2 separate regions of the Mus musculus genome follow, and region 2 is linked to region 1. Evidence: chromatin contacts called from public HiChIP or PLAC-seq data. All regions are on one chromosome and are shown on one strand. Each heading gives the region's core, a stretch centred on a gene start, on an enhancer-like site or on the middle of the called end of the contact. The rest is flanking DNA. Distances are from core to core; before and after follow the strand shown. Region 1 overlaps Pde4d (phosphodiesterase 4D, cAMP specific). Region 2 overlaps Pde4d (phosphodiesterase 4D, cAMP specific).

Region 1 (3,262 bases), core at 672-3,171:
GTAAGGATAAAAGGAAATGAATGAAAGTATGGCAGGGAATGGCTGTTATCAAGTTCAAGGAAATTCAGCTTTTGTTTGTGACTACCAGATAATTCTTTAGACAGAGTCCTGATGTGTGTAACCCTGGATGGCCGCGGACTTTCTATGTTGACCAGGCTGACCTAAGTACTAAGAACTAAGAACTGCTTTCTTTTCTTTTCTTTTCTTTTCTTTTCTTTTCTTTTCTTTTCTTTTTTTTTTTCCAGAGCTGAGGACCAAACACAGGGCCTTGAGCTTGCAAGGCAGGCACTCTACCACTGGGCTAAATCCCCACCCCACTCCCTTTTTATTTTAAAGATTTTATTATTATATCTAAGTGCACTGTAATTGTCTTCAGACACACCAGAAGAGGGCATCAGATCTCATTACGGATGTTTGTGAGCCACCATGTGGTTGCGGGGATTTGAACTCAGGACCTTTGGAAGAGTAGTCAGTCTCTTAACCGCTGAACCATCTCTCCAGGCCTCAGATAATTCTTTATGGTAAAATTTTTACTAGACTAACTTTAAAGCGGGCCTTCCCATCACCCATTCAGTTATTCAGTCAACAAATACTCACCGAACACTTAGTGGCTTCCAGGAATCTATTGTATGCAAATGTCAAAACAACACAGGGCCACTGGCATCTCAGAAAGTGACCCACCACACAGCAGTCAGGAGTGGTGAGCCACTGAGACCCACCTTGACTTCTCGGGGTTAGTCCAGAAGATGAATATGAGAGAGTAGAATCATTATTTATATCCAGGCAACAGAGGGGTGGCTGTTTTAAGTGTTATCTTGAAACAGATTAGTTTGCAGTGGGTTCTATGGGAAAAATGGAAGCATAATTCTACTTTGCTTCTTTTCTTAAATTTGATGTAGGTATTTTTATATAGCTCTTTTAGATGTGGGGGCTTGGGGATATAGTAATTATATTTCGATCCCAGATACAAAATCAGGGGCTTCACTGTAACTTTACACATGTACTTAAAATGGTTTAATCCCATTCACAAAGGACACTGCCTTGCTTTGTGCAGGACTCCAGCCTTCGGTAGGACAGAAAGTATGTGGTTTGCTTGTGATGCAATTCCTGCATTGGTTGCCCATGACAACGGTTGTTTTCTTCATTAGGTTTTATGTGGTTGGTCAGGTTATGCCAAGAGAATTGTACTCAGAGGAATTATGAGTCTGTTGAATGCCAGCTTTGAGCAGTGATTGCAGTGTGCAGTGGTAGAGAAGTGGCTCTCGGTTTGGTTAAGACAGAAACACAAACTCCTGGGTACCCTGCATAACCTGTGGCTTCTCTCTCCCTCTCCCTTAATATCTGTTTTCCAGCCACTGGAAAATGGCACATGTATGTTCAGAAAGTTCCACTAATCAGTTCTTTTCTGCTGCTCTCTTGTTTCTGTGGCTTCAAGAAGCCTTGAATTGCAATCTCCTGGATGCATCACTGAGAACAACTTAAGTCAACTATAATTTCCAACAGATCCCGAACATGGATTTGGAAAGATCAGGTGTTATTGAAATGAGCTATAATACATTCAGGCTGGAATCCAGCTGCTTCCAGCTTGTCTCCTCCCTCTCTGGGTTAACAAGTGTTTCCAAAGCCACGGGCATTAAGAATCCCGAAACAGCTAATTAACGGAGCCGATCTCCATCACATGAAGCCTGTGTGCTCCAGGCTGATGTGAGACCTCAGCTTCCCCAGGCTATCAGGACGGCGAGGGAGCGCTTGGAATTGGGTTGTGACATTCAGCTCCCTGCCTGTGGCAGAAAATAACCTCCTCAGAGAACAGTACTTTCAACAATGACAAAAAAGGTCTCATGGCCATGACTACGCAAAAGTAAATGAGCATTTCCTCATGTTCAGACTGTGACTCACAAGTGGCCTGTGAGTGGACCAAAGCCTGAGGTATTCCCTTGAAACTGAGTCCAGAGAAACACAGGCTTGGTGAGAGAGTGAGTTAGCTTTGGATCACAACCTTCCAACAGGCAAACAAAACCCAAGTAAAGAGGTATTGCTCTCCTTGTCCAACATTTTTTCCTACTTATCTATAGAATCAAAGATATAATCAAATTTACTTATTTAAAAAAATAAGACAAGTTACAATGAACTGACCAGGTCTTATATATATCTTTTCACAAGTTATGTACTTTAATAATAAAATCTTTTATCATACACAGAAAGATGTTCCCTCGTTCCCCTGGCTCAAACATCTGTCTTCCGTGATCTTAACAAACCTGTCTTTCTAAAACATACCATCCCCTACTTGAACAGACTTGATTTTTTTTTTCATGGTAGATAATATACATGTATTTTCTTATGCTCCTACACCTATCATTACTAGACTCACATCTGCAGAATTTCACTGTAGGCTCACAGACCAAATAGCGCGCCCTTGAGTTCTACAGCTGTCGAAATCTCCATTCCCAACAAGCCCCGCACCTTGAAGGCTGTCACCTCTTCTACCCAGTCACTCATTTCTTTCTTTGTTGAATTTTTGTTCATTCTTAAGACAGTGTTTTAATGTTACTTGCTCTGGGATTATTTACCTCCTTTACTTAGGACTATAGTCTCTACCCCTTTGGTTAACTCTCTTGCCATCCTTATCATGAGGCAAAGTTTGTGAGTTACCTCTTTGAGCTTAATGCTTATATTATTTTTAGAATATCCAGAATGAAATGACAAAGTGCTCCTATGGAAATGGACAAGTGCCTGGATCAAGGATTTAACCAGGTCACTGAACCAGATTATACTTAACTGTACTTTAAAGTCTACAATTAATCTTTTATATACTCTATTTTTTAATGATAAGTTTGAAGTGATAATAAAGAAGTATACCAGTTAGCAGTTAAAATTTGTATTTGACTCCTGCCTTATATGCACACCCCTTCTTTATGCAGATGTCATTAAAGGACTACAGAAGCTACACTAATTGAAATAGAAGAGCTGTGTGTATAGGCAGGTAACTTTCATTTGATGGTTAAGAACATTAAGATTCATCTTCCAAATGCATCATGTCAAGCCCAGAGTTTGGAATGATACTAACAGACTGAATTAGGAGATGATACAAATCATAACCGCTGGAAGAAATATAGGCTGAGTTAAATATGTAACACTAGTATGCACAGTCTAACACTCACCTATAGCAACTAGCTATGTAGAAAAACCAACACGTACAACAATAGAAAAAAGAGCAAATGGAAGACCTTTAAAAATAATTTGAGGGTTTTAAAACAATTTT
Region 2 (2,996 bases), core at 133-2,632, 640 kb before region 1:
GATTATAACAAGGAAGGAAGGGAAACTGTAGTCAGGGTATAATATATGAGAAAAGAATAGATAGATAGATAGATAGATAGATAGATAGATAGATAGATAGATAGATAGATAAACATAAAGATAGATGGATGGATGAATAGATAGATAGATAGATAGATAGATAGATAGATAGATAGATAGATAGATAGATAGAAAGAAAGAAATATAGAGATAGATGGATGGATGGATAGATAGATAGATAGATAGATAGATAGGTACATAGATAGGAAAGAAAAATATTGAAAGAAAAGGTATTCTAACTGATAGTATGTATCAGTAAACAGATAATGCTTATTAATTAATGGAAGTCTCTTTCTCTAAATATCACCATTGTATTTTCACTAAATAAGACTGGTCCCTAGAATCCGTACCTACTTGGTTCCTGCTCACCTGCTGGTATTTTCTTGTGTGTCAGATTGTGATACAGATTTTCCTCCCAGACACTTGAGCTATACTTCAACTAGCAGTTTGTGCCTTCCGCCATTAAGTACCCAGGTACTGATCCCAAGTATCTTGGGGTAAAAGTTACAAATATGTTAGGCTAGAAAACCTCAAAATCCATCTGATGTTTGAGACCATACTGTAGCTATGTAGAAAAGTGTTCTGTTACTAAGGGTTTTCCACTATGAACTGGGGGAGTTTAGTGATGGGAGGTCATGATTTGTGCAGCTTTTTCTCAGGTGCATCAAATAAAAATAATGGGTGTATATGTATGCCTACGTGCATGTGCACACATAAATAGAGAGTCATTAGACCAGTGATGCAGAATGCTGGGGCAAATCAATTTGAGTGTTATATGCCTGAACTTTTTTATACTACTTGTGACTTCTTTTAGCATGTTTGCAATTATCTCCAAATTCATGCATAAGGAAATCGGGCCAGTGATAAGGAACACCGAGGTGACTTCTTCAGCCTGAGTTCCTGCCCTCTCCTTACATACACTCAGAGCACACACAGAGACTCATTCATGTGAGTAACGCTCTTGTACTTTCTGCTTACACAATGTGTACCAGCACACTGAAGGAGCAGCGATTCAATCTCTTAATCGACCCATGCAGCAGGCACGAAGTGACTGGAGGAGACATTTGACCCACTGATTTGACTTTTAAGACCATTTCAGAGGCGTGATACAGTGTCACTCCTCATAAACAAGACTGCCCTTTTGTCCTTTCAGACTTGGTTGAAACTGGCCTGTGGAGTTCAACTACCTGAGAAACATCCTTGAGTAAGACAGCCTAGGCATGCTGCCCAAACCACAGGCTGTTGGCAACTTGGCCAAGAGTGACTCGTCAGAGCCATTGACCTCCATGGTGCTGACGAATACAATGAGCTGCAGAAGAGGTATGGTTTGTTTTGAACACGTTTACTATGATTGATGGCCCATATCTGGCAAGTTGGTTCACTCCCAGTGGAGATGAAAAGTTTCACTCTTTGCCTCTTTCGACATTCCTGTTAGGACAGGTTTCACCCTTATTTGCCAACCACAGATAAGTCACTAATATTGGCTGCACAATGAACTCATTAGCTACTGAATGGATCCATGCTATCCATAACATTTCCAAGTCAACAAGAGCTCGCTACTACATTTCCTCCCCGAATGACTTTAGACGTTTTCCTTCAGGGTACAAAATTTCAAGGCATGGATCAATCAGTTAGAAAATTTTTGAGATGGGCCAAGGCCAGAACCAGAATCAGGTTAGGAAGTGGTCTATTATGAATGGCAGGCTATAAACCACATATCCATGATCAAAAACACCCACAAATGGACTCTGACCATTACGTGCCTCAAGTTAGGTTGAGAGAATATCAGCCTTCTGAGAAAGTCAATTTCAGATTCTGACTCAAAAACAAAACAAAAATACAAAAAACCAACTAAAAGAAAAATTAAAATGAAGACAATTAAGGTTGCAGTGGTAAATGGGTGGGGAATGAAAACTGCAAAAGAGCCAGAGCAGACTAGTCCCGGTTGTGTGACATGGAAATCCTCAATGAAGGTTGCAGAAGAGCACAGAGTATGAAGAGCCAGATGACAGGATAGAGGCGGTTTCCAAGGCGACTCAGAGGAAGAGGCTACTTAAAAACCTGACCTGGATTGCCGCCAGAACTCAAAGGCTTGTTTTGGTTGCCATTGTTGCTGCTGCCCTTTAAGTAAAGAAACACGAGAGTGAAAAAATATTTCTCTTGGGGTCAGAAGGAAAGGAGAGATGAGATGATGCCGAGATGCCAGAGAGAGAGGGAGGGTGGGGATGGGGGGAGGGACACGGAAAAGAGAGAGACAGAAGTGCGCTGGATTTCTGCCCCCTTCAAAACAGAAGGTTTTGCTACATATTGATAGTTTCCAGACTCTATGATTTTCACCCACTGGTAGGCTAGTTAGCCAAGGCAATCTCTCCGCCCTTCATCTCCTTTCAGTGAATTCCATGAATTAGCCACCAGATAGTCCTAGTTATGTTTTTATACATTCACTATGTAATAGTATACCATGGAGCTTTCCAAAGGAGCCACAGGTCTGAGTTCTGGTCCAGATAGAATGAAGTTTACTCCTTGGTCCTATAGGTCATTTAGGTTCGAGTGTAGTGTGCTACCTCCACATACCAGATAGGAAACAGGTCATACCAGCAGTAAATTTTCAGTGTTGTATACACAACGGTGATTTGTTAACTCAGAATGAATCTTAGCTTAACTGGTTTGTTAGTCCACTAGCGTGTGTCACTAAGTCATCTGTTCCAAATTATTAATTGAGAAAAAGTTAAAAATACACTCAGAGTATCAGCAACCCTCAAGTTAATGTACTCATTAGTGATGAACCCTATGATAGACTTCTATTTTGCTTCTTAGTTACCAGTTTTTTTTCCTATCCTTCCAATAAATAGACTGACTTCCTAGAATAAGTACTTCAATTGGAGCAATGTTCAGAGAATGTCCTACTTTCAAAACAAGGAATAAATTGATCTAGC

The links. HiChIP or PLAC-seq counts read pairs in DNA pulled down with a chosen protein or histone mark.
Region 2: a contact with region 1 is called in a FOXA1 HiChIP or PLAC-seq map of pancreatic cancer cells. The contact joins two enhancer-like sites.

The regions. Positions count from the first base shown.
Region 1 is chr13:109,241,255-109,244,516 of GRCm38.p6, reverse strand. The region is part of intron 3 of Pde4d (phosphodiesterase 4D, cAMP specific); the gene reads right to left. Among named protein-coding and RNA genes, the nearest start is that of Mir582, 82 kb to the left of the region's middle. Within about 2 kb of position 1,921, at least 92 of the 459 cell types and tissues checked have an H3K27ac peak or open chromatin away from gene starts, as enhancers often do. A contact at or near this core is called in pancreatic cancer cells, where this site is marked.
Region 2 is chr13:109,879,722-109,882,717 of GRCm38.p6, reverse strand. All of the region lies in intron 7 of Pde4d (phosphodiesterase 4D, cAMP specific), which reads right to left. Among named protein-coding and RNA genes, the nearest start is that of Mir1904, 23 kb to the left of the region's middle. Within about 2 kb of position 1,382, at least 41 of the 459 cell types and tissues checked have an H3K27ac peak or open chromatin away from gene starts, as enhancers often do. A contact at or near this core is called in pancreatic cancer cells, where this site is marked.